3 separate regions of the Mus musculus genome follow, and all the other regions are linked to region 1. The links are chromatin contacts, called in public HiChIP or PLAC-seq maps. All regions are on one chromosome and are shown on one strand. Each heading gives the region's core, a stretch centred on a gene start, on an enhancer-like site or on the middle of the called end of the contact. The rest is flanking DNA. Distances are from core to core; before and after follow the strand shown. Region 1 holds the start of Mlph (melanophilin). Region 2 has its middle 25 kb from the start of Gm35332. Region 3 overlaps Gm9991 (a long non-coding RNA gene).

Region 1 (4,177 bases), core at 1,085-3,584:
AAAGAGAAACTTGTAGATAAAGCCCTGGTTTATCTCCTTTTGGGGCCAACTGACCCGGAACCCAGCGCATCTGTGATGGTGAGCAAACATACTGGGGAACAACTCATCGATGCCAGCTAGCTTGGCATCATTACCCCCTGATTGGGCTAGGCAAGTCCTGCTGATAAAGGTGTAAACAGAGGTGTCAGCTATGACTCCTTTGGAGCTGACTCCAGAGCTTCTGGGTGTGGTTATGTGTATGTAGATAGGGTTTACACCACAGGGGTACTGGGGCCTCCAGACTCCAGAAGAAGGATGGACACACTGCCACTCAGAAGCATCCCCTTCCCCGACAGATGTGCCAGGTGCTACCATGGAGCTCTGGAAAGGTTCCTGCAAGCCAGACTGCCTGGTATCGCTTCTAGCTTGATCTCTTCATTCTCATTGGCTCTGGTCATCGGTTCTGACCTACATGCAAGGCTTCTACTCTAGGCTGTGACAAGAACTGAACCAGGTGCAGCTACAGAGCCTGCAGCTGGGCTTCCAAACCAATTCAGGCATAGGCAGCTTGGGTGCTTCAGGTCCCTCCTGCTCTCAAGATCTCACTGTCTACTGTGAGAGGTTGGGGCCCATGGGTGATCCTGCCACTGTCAGCTGGCATATGCTGAGTTGTCCCTCAGTTTGTTTGCTCACAGTCACTGATGTGCCAGGTTCTGGGACAGGTGGCACTAGAAGCAGATAAGCTGGCCTTTATCTACAAAGGTCTCTGGTCATCTCTAGCCCAGTATGATGCTGGGATCTTAGACTTAAGAGGCACCATGGTGGTAGGGTACAGGGTGCATACATGTTAGGGATGTGTGTGTCTTCTTTCAGAAGTCGCTTTTGAAAAGAACAAGACAGTGAGCCCTAAAAGGTGCTTTGACTGCATGGCCAGCACACATGGCCGTCCTGCATCCATACTGAAGGAAGGGAACGGTATCATTAGCCTACAGGCTCTGGTGTCCTCTTTACCCTTTCCTTACCTCCCCCCTCTCCCAGTTCCCCCTCCTTGACCTCCCCCTCCCCCAGTGTCCCTCTCCAACCTCCCTCCTCCTCTAGTTCTCAGCAGCTTTTCAGAGTCACTAATGCATCAGGATGACCCACCAGCTTCTCATGCTTGTGCCTGGACCAGGTTCCAAGTCCTGTGAGGCACCTGCCCTGGTACCCACTTTGGAGATGGGGCACTGATGCTGGGTGAGATGGAAGAACTCACCTCCCCACCTTGCCTGGTGATGCTCTAAGAAGTGACACCTTGGAGACCTGGGCCCGGAGGGGTGATGCTCGTGGCCAGGAAAGCTGTTGCTGTGTCTTACTAAGGCCTTGTAATCAGTTGGGAGATGGGTGTGTGTTAAATGACACACATCTGGGCCAGGGAGCCATCAGGCTCAGGGGTTCACCAACTTCAATGCCCAGCTACCCCTGGTCTTTAGCCCATCCCTTTTCCTGAGACTTGTGCCCTGGGTATCTAGGGGAGTCTTGTACCCTGGTTATTACTCAAAGCCCTCAGAAGGAAACAAGAGCAATCCTTGTGGCATAGAAACAGAACAGACAACAGCACCAACTCATTTCCGATGAAAGCAAAGAACTGTGTTTTTAGTTCAGGTCAGTAGGACATAGGTGTGTGCTCTGTGAAATCTTCCTGCATCTGTGAGACTCAGCTCTCTCCCAGGCTTGGACACAGTGGGGTGACACTCGAGGTGTTAACACATTTCCTCTCACATCTTCATAATAAGAAGGAGGGCCTAGAGGACCTATGGTCCAACAACAACAACAACAACAACAACAACAACAACAACAACATGATTCCACTAAGTCCGGAGGAGGGCAGGTGCCTCCTTCATGCACCTATCTGCTTTCTTCTTGCTCCCAGAAGACAGCCAAGAGGAAGCCAAGAGGGCAGCCAAGAGGAAGTTTCTGTACAAATAGCCTCTCACCCTGGGCTCCGGTCCAAGTCTCCCGAAGGCACCAGCTTTTAGCTCAAAGGAAGCTTTTAATTAAAACCAACTGTTTAGCCCCAAATGGGCTCCCCAAGGATTTCGCCCATTGTGTTTAAGGCATCCAGAAGAAGCCCAGAGTTCAGAAGTAAGGTGTCGCTGCACCCTCCCTGAGCCAGATTCCCTCTTCTGGGAGTTCTGCAAGCCCCAGGTCCTTGGTGCACTCACCAGCCTCTCTCCTGGGAATGCCCAGCCTGTAGCTCTGGCTCGGTGGGTCCTGGCCTCTGCTCCTTTCTCTTAGCTCCTGAGAGAGAAACCCCAGGCACCGAGCGAGGCCAGTGTCAGGGTGCACTGAGCTAGACAGAGCTGTGTGCGGGGATCCAGGCAGCTGTGGCGCCGGTCCTGCCCAACTTGCGGCTCAGATCACGTGGGCTACTCCTGACCCGCCCAGCTCCGGGATCGACGTGCACCCCAGGGTGCCTGGACAGGCCAAGAGCAGAGCGGACTCCAGTGGCCCTCCTGGGAGGCGCTGAAGTGGGTATGGAGGACAGAGGCACCTTGTCCCCAAGCCGGTTGAGAGCAGAACACGCGTTGGAGTTGTGCGCTCATTTCCACCACTGGGTTCTGGTCCCCCATAGGAGGGATCTGCTGGCAAACCGCATCCTCTGAGAACACGGCACCTCCGCAAATATCCATTTTAACTCTTTACTTAGCTTCACAGACAGGGAAACTGAGGAAAAGCGCCCTACCCAAAGTCACCAACTTCTTAGTGAGACTGTGAGCCCAGGTTTCCAGCTGGAGTCGCTGTCCCCCAGGCCCTCAGATGGACTCACAAGCGGCCCCCCCCCCCCAGTCCGGCCAAGGCCTTGACTATTGAAAACAGTCCAGTAGGTCTGTGGTCTGAGAAGCTCCACCCAGAGATCTGCCCTGGATGTTGAAAGAACATAACCTCCCCCCATGCCGCAGCATAAGAGCACCCTGACCCCTTCCCTATGGCTATATTAAAAAACCAACCAAACAAAAATTCACTTAGCCAAGTGTGTGCTAGTTCACACCCAAAATCCCAACACTTGGGAGGCTGAAGCAGGAGGATTGCTGAAAGTTTCAGACCAACCTGTTTTAGTATTGAGTTCCAGCCAGGCCAGCCTGAGCTACAGAGAGAGGCCTCTACTCTTTGAGGACAACTTTTACAACTCAGTGCTGGCATCTGCAACATAGAGACAGGGCCGTAAACAATAACTAGCTCCAGGGTGGACAGATGTGATAGTAGCATTTATTCCCTGTCAGCAGGAGAGGAAAGGGAACCTTAGAAGACATGCTTTGGGTCATCTGCAGATGTGTGTGTGTGCGCGCGCGCGCGTGCGCGCGTGTGTGTGTGTGTGTGTGTGTGTGTGTGTGTGTGTGTGTGACTGAATATGTGATTGTGTGTGTGCATATGACTGAGTATGTGACTCTCTCTGTGTGTGCATATGACTATGTGATTCTCTGTGTATGTGTGCATGACTGAGTGTGTGAGTCTCTCTGTGTGTGCATATGACTGTGTATGTGATTGTGTGTGTGTGTGTGTGTGTGCATATGACTGTGTATGTGATTATGTGTGTGTGTGTGTGTGTGTGTGTGCATATGACTGAGTATGTGACTCTCTCTGTGTGTGCATATAACTATGTGATTCTCTGTGTATGTGTGCATGACTGAGTGTGTGAGTCTCTCTGTGTGTGCATATGACTGTGTATGTGATTGTGTGTGTGTGTGTGTGTGTGCATATGACTGTGTATGTGATTATGTGTGTGTGTGTGTGTGTGTGTGCATATGACTGAGTATGTGACTCTCTCTGTGTGTGCATATAACTATGTGATTCTCTGTGTATGTGTGCATGACTGAGTGTGTGAGTCTCTCTGTGTGTGCATATGACTGTGTATGTGATTATGTGTGTGTGTGTGCATATGACTGAGTATGTGGTTGTGTGTGTGTGATTAAGCAGCAGCTGTGTGACTTGGGATTCTTAGGAGAAGCATGACTTTCTGGCAGCCTCACCCTGAACAGGCCGCCCCCCACAGCCTCACTGCTGTCCGGCACCTGGTGTTAGTAATAAACTCGACACAGCAAGTTGCTTTGGACTCAATATTCACAGCACACCGCCACATGAGCTCCTGGCAAACACTCACTAAGGCCAGCAGAAATCCGTTTCATCCTGTCTGATGATGTAGGCTATGTACTGCACGGTT
Region 2 (4,167 bases), core at 49-2,548, 190 kb after region 1:
TTTGCTGAAGCCTTCTAGTTATAACCTTCTGAGAGTTCTTTCTCACTTTACTACTGACCGACATTAAGCAACTGTCTTGATAAGAGTATGTAGTTGGGTTCTGTTCTCTGGTCCTTTCATCTTGATATGGAGTGTGGCAAACTCATCAAAGCACTTATCTTGAAGCATATCTTTGTCTGTCACTATATCTGTCACTCTTCTCCTGGGGGATGCATCTCGGTGACATTCTTTCTTCAGGAAGTATGCTCATTCCAGGCTCTGTCTGCTTGCTGAACCATAGATAATTTTTATGATGATTTTTGCTTGAGTTACTGTGATGATCAGTTTTTAGTGTCAACTTGACACAATCTACAATCACCCAGGAAGGCAGTTTCGATGAGGGATTGTTTATGTTGGCCTGTGAGCATTTCTTTGGGAGATTTCCTCGATTACTATTGTGGGTGGCACTATTCCCTAGGCAAGGGATCCTGGAATGTACAAGAACAGAGGCAGCAAGCTGAGCAAATGTGCATTCATTGCTCTCTTCCTGATTATGGATGTGACCAACTCCTTCAAGCTCCTGTCATTATAGACTGTAGCATGGAACTGTGAGCTGAGATAAATCTTTTCCTTTAAGTTGTTTTTATTAGGTATTTTATCCCAGCAACAGGAAAAGAAACTAAGACAGTCACTTAGATTTTTGACTCCTTCAGAAAGGATAAAGTCAACCAATTACTCCATAGCAATTTATCCTTTTATTTTAATGCACTGTTACTTAATGTATCTTAAGGTAAAGAAAGTTGTAATTTGTAGGTATATCCTGAAGTTAGAACCTCCATGTGTCCCTGGCAGCATGCTTTACCCATCTATTTTCAGCTTCCATCCCTCTCCTTTCTGTTTCCCTGGAGGAACAAATGCATTTCAGAAGCCCAGAACTGGTATTAGCTTCCAGCTACGGAAGCTATGCTCTGGGATTCAAGGTGATGCCACTCATAGGAATTTTCCTGAGGGGAGAGGAGTAGGGACCCAGGACCAGCTCTTGAGTGAACTTGGCACTCACATCACCTCTGGCAAGTTGTGTAGCTTTGGCAAGCTTCCTAACCTTTCATTGGGTGTATCTGCTGATCTACAATGGAAGGGCACAAAGATGCCTTGATCCTCTTTGGCTTACAAAACCCAGGATGCTGGACCCAAGAGGACAAATAGGTGGAGTGGATGGGTGAGCTCAGCTTTGTGTGGAAGCTGTGGAAGCTGGTGGCTCATCCATTCATGAGTCAGCGCTGAGTTAGTGGCCAAGACCAGTAGCTGTACCCGCTGGAGTGAGAGACTGATCAGAGAGCTGTTGAAGGGAACAGGGTGACTCACCTGGTCTGTTGGGACACCTCCTATCCCTATTCAGTATTGGTGACATTCTAGAGTCACTCTTCTAAGCAAGCCTCTCAGGCTTGGAGTCTGTTGGCCACGATGGCCACATACAGCTTTATTTATTCTGTAGATGGGGGAAATAGAGCTTTTGCTTTTACTGAGAAGTTAATTAGAAGGTTTAAAAGTCTGGCTCTGCAGTTTCTTGTTTGTTTTTGTTGTTGCCATACTGGGGATCAAACCTAAGGTCTGTGAGGCAAGTGTTCTGCTACTGCGCTATGCGCATCTCTAATCCTTGTGTTTTCTCTTTAAACTGACCAAGTCCAGCAGGCAGCCTCCCAGCCTTCCTCGAGCTCAGCCACATTGTGAGTTTTCCTTCCTCCAAGGCTCATGACCCTTTCCTGTAACCCAACGCCAGGCACACTCTGGTACCATTTATACCGTGTTTATTGTAGTAAAGAGAGGAATTAAATATTTCTCTAGTTCTCCTTAATACCCTATAAAGACACACACTTTTTTTTAAAAGAAAGAACAGTATGGTTTCCAAGAAGAAGAAAGAATGAGCAGATGTATAAAATCCAAACCAATGGATGTTTGAAAGTGAAATGACTGTGTGCCTATTTCCTCCCCAAGAACTGTGTACAGAAAACCTCCAACTGGAACAATAGTAGTTTGTTCTACTAAACAATAAATGTTTTTGAGGAATGAAAAACCTGGTGGAAAATTTAACACACTGTAAAAGCAGATCATTCCAATGGGCCTGTCTCAGTTACTTTTCTGTTGCTGTGATAAAAGTCGCTAACGGTGACTTCAGGGAGGAAGAGTCATCTGGGCTCATGGTTCCAGAGGGACACAGTCCATCATGGAGGCAAGGCAAGCTGGCAAGAGCAGGTGCTGGCTAATCATCCTGCATCCACACTCAGCCCAAGCCCAGCAACCCACTTCCTCCATTAAAGCTCCATCTCCTTAGGGTTCTCCAGCATTCTCCAGCAGTGCCAACAGTTGGGGAAACAAGAATTCAAGTACACAACCCTGTGGAGGACATTCCACACTCAAACCACACACACACACACACACACACACACACACACACACACACACACACACACACAGAGAGAGAGAGAGAGAGAGAGAGAGAGAGAGAGACAGAGAGAGAGACAGAGAGAGAGAGACAGAGAGAGAGAGAGAGAGGGAAGGAGGGAGGGAGGGAGGGAGGGAGGGAGGGAGGGAGGGAGAGAGGGAGAGAGGGAGGGAGAGAGAGATGGGCAACTGATATGCAAAACCAAAAACAAACAAACAAACAAACAAACAAAAACCAACCAACCAACCAAACAAACAAACAAACAAACAAAAAAACGCTTATGTTGTAAGTGAAAACAGCTACCCAGATACAAGGTCAATTTTACCAGCGTATCTCTTCAGTGTCCTGAAGTTGTATGTTCTGCACACATATACTGCACTTGGTTTCCTGCAAACATCATGAAGAACATTTAGGGAAAAGTTGGGGAAAAGGCTACTCACTTGCAGTAAAGTTTTCTTGTTAGTAAAGAAAACGTGGATACCAACAAGGCTGCCCAAGAGCTGTGCTTTCCCAGCCGTCAGTGAGGATCTTTGGGAACTTTGGAATCTGTTGTGCAAGTTATCCTACAGTTTGAGAAGTCACATAGTTTCTAAAAGCCGAGAGATATCATAAAGTTTAATGTAGTTGGGTCAGAATGAGCACATATGGTCACAGTTGGGTACCTTTAATAGTTGTGTTAGTTGGGTAAATCCACACAACTGAAGATGTTCAAACCAAGTGACCATGCTTGCTAGCACATGGGCTTGGACTATTCTCAGCAACAGTCCCAGAATACTTTGTGCTAAAAGAGAGGACACAGGTGAGAAGTGAGTCAGTAAATCTGACATGGTCTTGCTCTGGGCCCCCGTGTCTGCCCTGGGACAATGTGATTGTGGGTGTATGATCACTACTGTATGTGCTGTGCCGTGGTGGTTTGAATAGGAATGCCCCCCATCGATTCATGTGTTTAACTGCTTGGTAACATAGGGAGTGGCACTCTTGGGATGTGTGGCATTGTTGGAGTAGGTGTGGCTTTGTTGGCAGAAGTATGCCACAAGAGAGTGGGCTCTGAGGTCTCAGATGCTCAAGCCAGCTCCTCTCCTGCTGCTTGCTGATCCAGACATAGAACTCTCAGTTCTCTCCAGCACCCTGTCTGCCAGCATGCCACCATGCTTCATGTTGTAATGACAATGGACTGAACCTCTGACCCTGTAAGACAGCCCCAACTAAATGTTCTCCTTTGTAAGAGTTGCCAAGGTCATGGTGTCTGTTCACAGCAATGAAACCTTGACTAAGACATGTGGGAAGGCCACTAGCTCTGACACAATACCAAAATGCTGTTTCAAATCCACACAATAACATCTCAGAAGGAAATAATCCTGTCCTCTGTAACAAATTTGGAATTGAGACCCAGTGCTTCAGTAAATTAGGCAAAAATGAAGTTCATGTTTGGCTTTTTTCCCCTCTCCAGAGACAACTTGCTACATGATTTTTAATGAGTCAGTTCATACATTGTGAATGGGTCCATTTTCCATTGCTTCACCTGAATGCCAGCTCTGGAACTATTGGAGTGAGAGGTGAAATCCAAAAAATGGCTTCAGATATCAGACCTGGTCACCTGGTTTGAGCATCTTCGGTTGTGTGGATTTATCCAACTAACACAACTATTAAAGGTACCCAACTGTGACCATATGTGCTCATTCTGACCCAACTACATTAATCACGACACAACATTAGGCTGTGTGCTTTCCAGTGTGTACAGGATC
Region 3 (3,957 bases), core at 11-2,510, 240 kb after region 1:
CAAATGCGTGACTCCTATTGCCTTCCCTATGCGCAGCAGACTCTGCACTAGGAATGAGTTATAGTTTTTATTTGTTTCTTTCTCTTTCCCTCGAGTCTTTGCTGTACCTTTGCATTAGCAATGTAACACACATGGTGAGAGGCTTTCAGATACAGGAAAGCATGGAGATGATCAGAACCTCCTCTGAAAGCAGCATCTTGCCAGGGCTTCCGGTGATACTCTGACATTTGTACTCTGGGCTGGGTGACACGTGCAGCTTGACATGTAGGCAGAAGACATGGTCTGCAGTAGGACCGGATGCTGCCTTTTTGGTTGACCTTGGTGTCTGGAAGGCTTAGGAATTATCTGCATTTCAGTAGGAATGCAAAGGGTCAGCTTCAGATCTGGGGGTGGAAGATAGATAATAAATTCCCATCTCCACAGACATCCATGCCACAGCTGGAACTGGTGAGCTAGCATTATGATCTTCTCTGTGGCTTTCCTCCCTAAATGTTATTTCCCTAACTCCCTAAATGTTAGCTGGAAACAGGGGAGGGTGGTCAGGAATATCCAGGTGAGCTCAGACATGGTCATACACATCCTTATGAAAGGAGCACCGGGAGATGTGACATACATGGGGAGAAGCTCACATGACCCTGGAGGCAGTGATGGAAGTGAGCCAAGCCCAAGTCAACACCAGAAGCTGGAGAAGGAGGGGGAGGCTTCTCCTCTGCAGTGTCCAGAGGGATGGAAGCCTGTCTGTATCGTGGGTTGCCACTTATTTCAGACTTCTAGTCTCTTTGTTACTTTAAGCCAACAAGAATGTGGCAGTTCATTGCAGAAATTACAGAAAATCAAGGAATCAAACAGAATAGGCCCTGGTATGGAGCCAGGTCCTGGACCCAAAACACACCCAGTGTCAGAAATCAGGAAGTCAGACAGACAAACAAAAGGATAGAAAAGAGGGGTAGAATCAGGATCCAGTGCACTTCAGGTCCCTCCCAATATATAATTCTCCTCTTTGTGTTTCCAAAAGCTACATGTCCTGGGGCTCAGAGATGTGGTTCCATCTCAGCACAGATTCGTACTGAGGGAGCTGCATGCTATCCAACCTGTGAGGATTCAGACAAAGCCCTTCAGGCATATGGCTCTCCAGAGTGTCCAAACGTGAAGCTGACACCTCAAGAAAGAACCATGTCCTGTCAGAATGAAACAGGGATGTGCCTGAGATGCCAGGGGTGGGTGGTAGCACCCATGCACTGGCTCTGAGGGAGCAGGGTTAATGGCTCAGAAGTGGACTCATGTATTAGTCAGCCTTTCAGCACTGTGACAGGATCCTTGATGTCTATACCTTAAAAGGAGGATTTGGGTTTGTGGCTTCAGAGGTTTTGTGGGCCCCATTGCTATGGACCTGTGATAAGGCAGAACATAACCATGGAGGGAGGAGCTGTGTGGTGGATGCTGCTCACCCCAGGGAAACCAAGAAGCAGAAACAGGGGCAAGATAGACCTTTCAAAGACATGCCCCTGGTGACTCACCTCTTCCAACCAAACCCTCTCTCCTTCTAGTCCCTTTAGGTTATGAACTCATTAGTAGGGTAATTCATTGGTAAGGTTGAAGTCAGAGTCCTCACTGAATCAGATCATTGATGAAGCCCGAGTCTTTATGATCCCTTCAATTCCCAGCAGCACTCTCACCTGGGGATGAAGCCTTTGGAGGAGCACTTCATGTTAGAGTTTGAATATGAAACTTACCTCTTATGCTCATGTTTTGAATACCTCATCCCAAGCTGGTAGCACTAATTTTAGAGGAAACTTAAGGAGGTGGCATCTAGCTGGATGAAGGTCCCTGGGTGTGGGTTCTAGGGACTATATTCTCTCTGGTGTCTTTACCAACCCCCTTCCTGCCTCCTGTTGGCAAAGGGGTGAGTAGCAGCCCCTTTCACAGACTCCTGACACCAGGATGATGCTCTCCCCATACTCATGGGGAAGAGTAACCATGGGCTGAACCCTCTAAAACCACCAGCCAGGATAAATCCTACTCCCTCAAAGGGTCTTTAGAGGGATTTGGTCTCAGTGATAGGAAAAGTGAAATAACACACCCCACATCTAAGCCACTCACAGCCATTTCTAGAATATCCTATCCATCCCCCCTTGTATGTCATATTTCATTAGACGTTAGTTGACTCCTAAGGGAACTTGATGGTGAGTTTGCTCTAAGGGTCTCTCAGTGGCCTTCCTCTGTCCTGGAGATTTCCCCTTGAGGTGTTTGTGCTTGCCACCAGACCCCCTTGGGTCCCTGACTGAACTGGCCAGAGAGCAGCTGTGTGTTGCTCTCAGATTTCTTACAGAATGCTGACATCATGTACAGTCCTCCCCAGAAACACAAGAGCCAGGTGGGTATGAGGCAGAACACCCCACTGATAATTCCAGGCTGCGGCAGTGGGTGGGAGCCAGAAACTGAGAACTGAGGTGGAAGTAGCTGACTGGGCTGGGGGTGGGGACTTCCTGTCTGAGCCTGTGAATGATAGGACAAACCTTCCAGACTTCAGGTGGGGGAGGCTGCTACCCCGGGTTTGTGGGCAATCAGTTACCCTTTCCTCAAAGGCAACGCTGTGAGAGCTGTTGCCCGAGAACAGACTCCCTCCCTTTCCCAGAGCTTGGACAGCTGCCAGAGCCTGTCTTCTGGTCCCACAGTCCTGGACTGATAGAGAGCTTTCGGCCATGGAACTGAGAAAGTATCTGACCTTAGTGGAAAAAGCCATCACATCTCCTAAAAAAAACCTGCTCTTCCTCCAAATGCCAATGAGATAAACACTTCCATTCTCCAAGTGGAGTCTCTTCCAGGCAGGAATAGCTGCTCGTTAAGTTTTCTGCCTTACACTTGTGGTTTCAATCCCCATTGGGAAGTTTTGACCATTTGCTGGGTGGGGATGGGTATACGATTAAGAACAAATGTCTTGGCTGTGTGACTGTCAAAGCCCCAGGGACACTAATGCATCCGTGGGATTCAGACTGTGACTCAGCCCAGGGGCAGTGGCAGTTTACTGAAGAAGAGGCGGCAGGGTGGGTGACTCAGCCTCAGAGACTCCCATGAGCAGACAGAGATGGGACCACCAAGACATGTACAGCTCCAAGAAAGTTCAGAGCAGAGAGACACGGGGTGGGGTATGTATCCTGAGCTCTTCTTTCTCCAAAACGTTGGATGCTTCTAGAGGGCTGTGGGTTAAGACTTAGCCAAACTCTCCAGAGTGGTACAGAGCTAGCAAGCTGTGGCCGCATGGAAAAGTTGGTTTTATTCTCCTAAGTCAAACAAACCTACATACAACCACCCCGAGGCTGTGTAGAAAATAGCATAGAACTTTCTAGAAACTCAACCAATCATCATAACTTCAAAAAGGGCCATGCTTCCTAAAGTGTAGATTGGGTTCTAGGGTGTCCCAGGCTCTAGGTGACTCATTCAGAATGTGTGTATGCCTTCAGGGAAGGACATGGGGTCCTGGACACCTGTAAAGTCCTAGGCAAGCACCATGGGCCCTTGGAGAAACCAGCTCAGCTCTGAGTTCTGTTCCCAATTTTCAGCTTTGCAGAGAAGGTGGGAGAAGCAATTAAACAACATTCTTAGCTCACCCTCCAGCTTTTCTTGTTTGTCTGTCACAGCAAAGGCTTGTGACAACCAGGGGGGCATCAACAGGAAACACCAGCATGCCAAAGGGGACAGAAGGCATTCCTGTAAGCACCAAGTATTGGCTTCAGACTCTGACAGTGTTCTGGTTCAGTGAACAGAGGGTGATTGGAAGTTGGTAGCACAACCTAGGGACCCTGACTTACCTTCTTGATTCTGTACTCCCTGAGTGGCTGAGGTGGCTCCTCTCCATGCATGCTCTGGGAATACTGTAGTCAGAATTTCATTCAGTGTTTGCAGAGTTGACTCTGTCACTGTGTACTTCAAGCTGCCAGGCATCTGTCCAGTTCTGAA

What was found. HiChIP or PLAC-seq counts read pairs in DNA pulled down with a chosen protein or histone mark.
Region 2: a contact with region 1 is called in a FOXA1 HiChIP or PLAC-seq map of pancreatic cancer cells. The contact joins the enhancer-like site here to the promoter of Mlph in region 1. A contact is called at or near these places in 1 of 39 promoter capture datasets (stem cell-derived epiblast-like cells), 1 of 115 datasets of contacts at active chromatin or transcription factors (pancreatic cancer cells) and 2 of 9 other capture datasets (adipose tissue and pancreatic islet).
Region 3: a FOXA1 HiChIP or PLAC-seq map of pancreatic cancer cells shows a contact between it and region 1. The contact joins the enhancer-like site here to the promoter of Mlph in region 1. A contact is called at or near these places in 1 of 39 promoter capture datasets (cranial neural crest), 2 of 484 Hi-C or Micro-C datasets (both in uterus), 4 of 115 datasets of contacts at active chromatin or transcription factors (embryonic basal ganglia, embryonic stem cells, microglia and 1 more) and 1 of 9 other capture datasets (liver).

The regions. Positions count from the first base shown.
Region 1 is chr1:90,913,257-90,917,433 of GRCm38.p6, reverse strand. It overlaps Mlph (melanophilin), which reads right to left and starts at 2,334. Exons shown (of 16, transcript NM_053015.3): 1 at 2,181-2,334.
Region 2 is chr1:90,726,777-90,730,943 of GRCm38.p6, reverse strand. No RefSeq gene overlaps it. Among named protein-coding and RNA genes, the nearest start is that of Gm35332, 25 kb to the right of the region's middle. Within about 2 kb of position 1,298, at least 23 of the 459 cell types and tissues checked have an H3K27ac peak or open chromatin away from gene starts, as enhancers often do. A contact at or near this core is called in pancreatic cancer cells, where this site is marked.
Region 3 is chr1:90,675,319-90,679,275 of GRCm38.p6, reverse strand. It overlaps Gm9991 (a long non-coding RNA gene), which reads right to left. Exons shown (of 3, transcript XR_878398.1): 2 at 3,810-3,957; 3 at 1-383. Among named protein-coding and RNA genes, the nearest start is that of Gm9991, 2.8 kb to the right of the region's middle. Within about 2 kb of position 1,260, at least 26 of the 459 cell types and tissues checked have an H3K27ac peak or open chromatin away from gene starts, as enhancers often do. A contact at or near this core is called in pancreatic cancer cells, where this site is marked.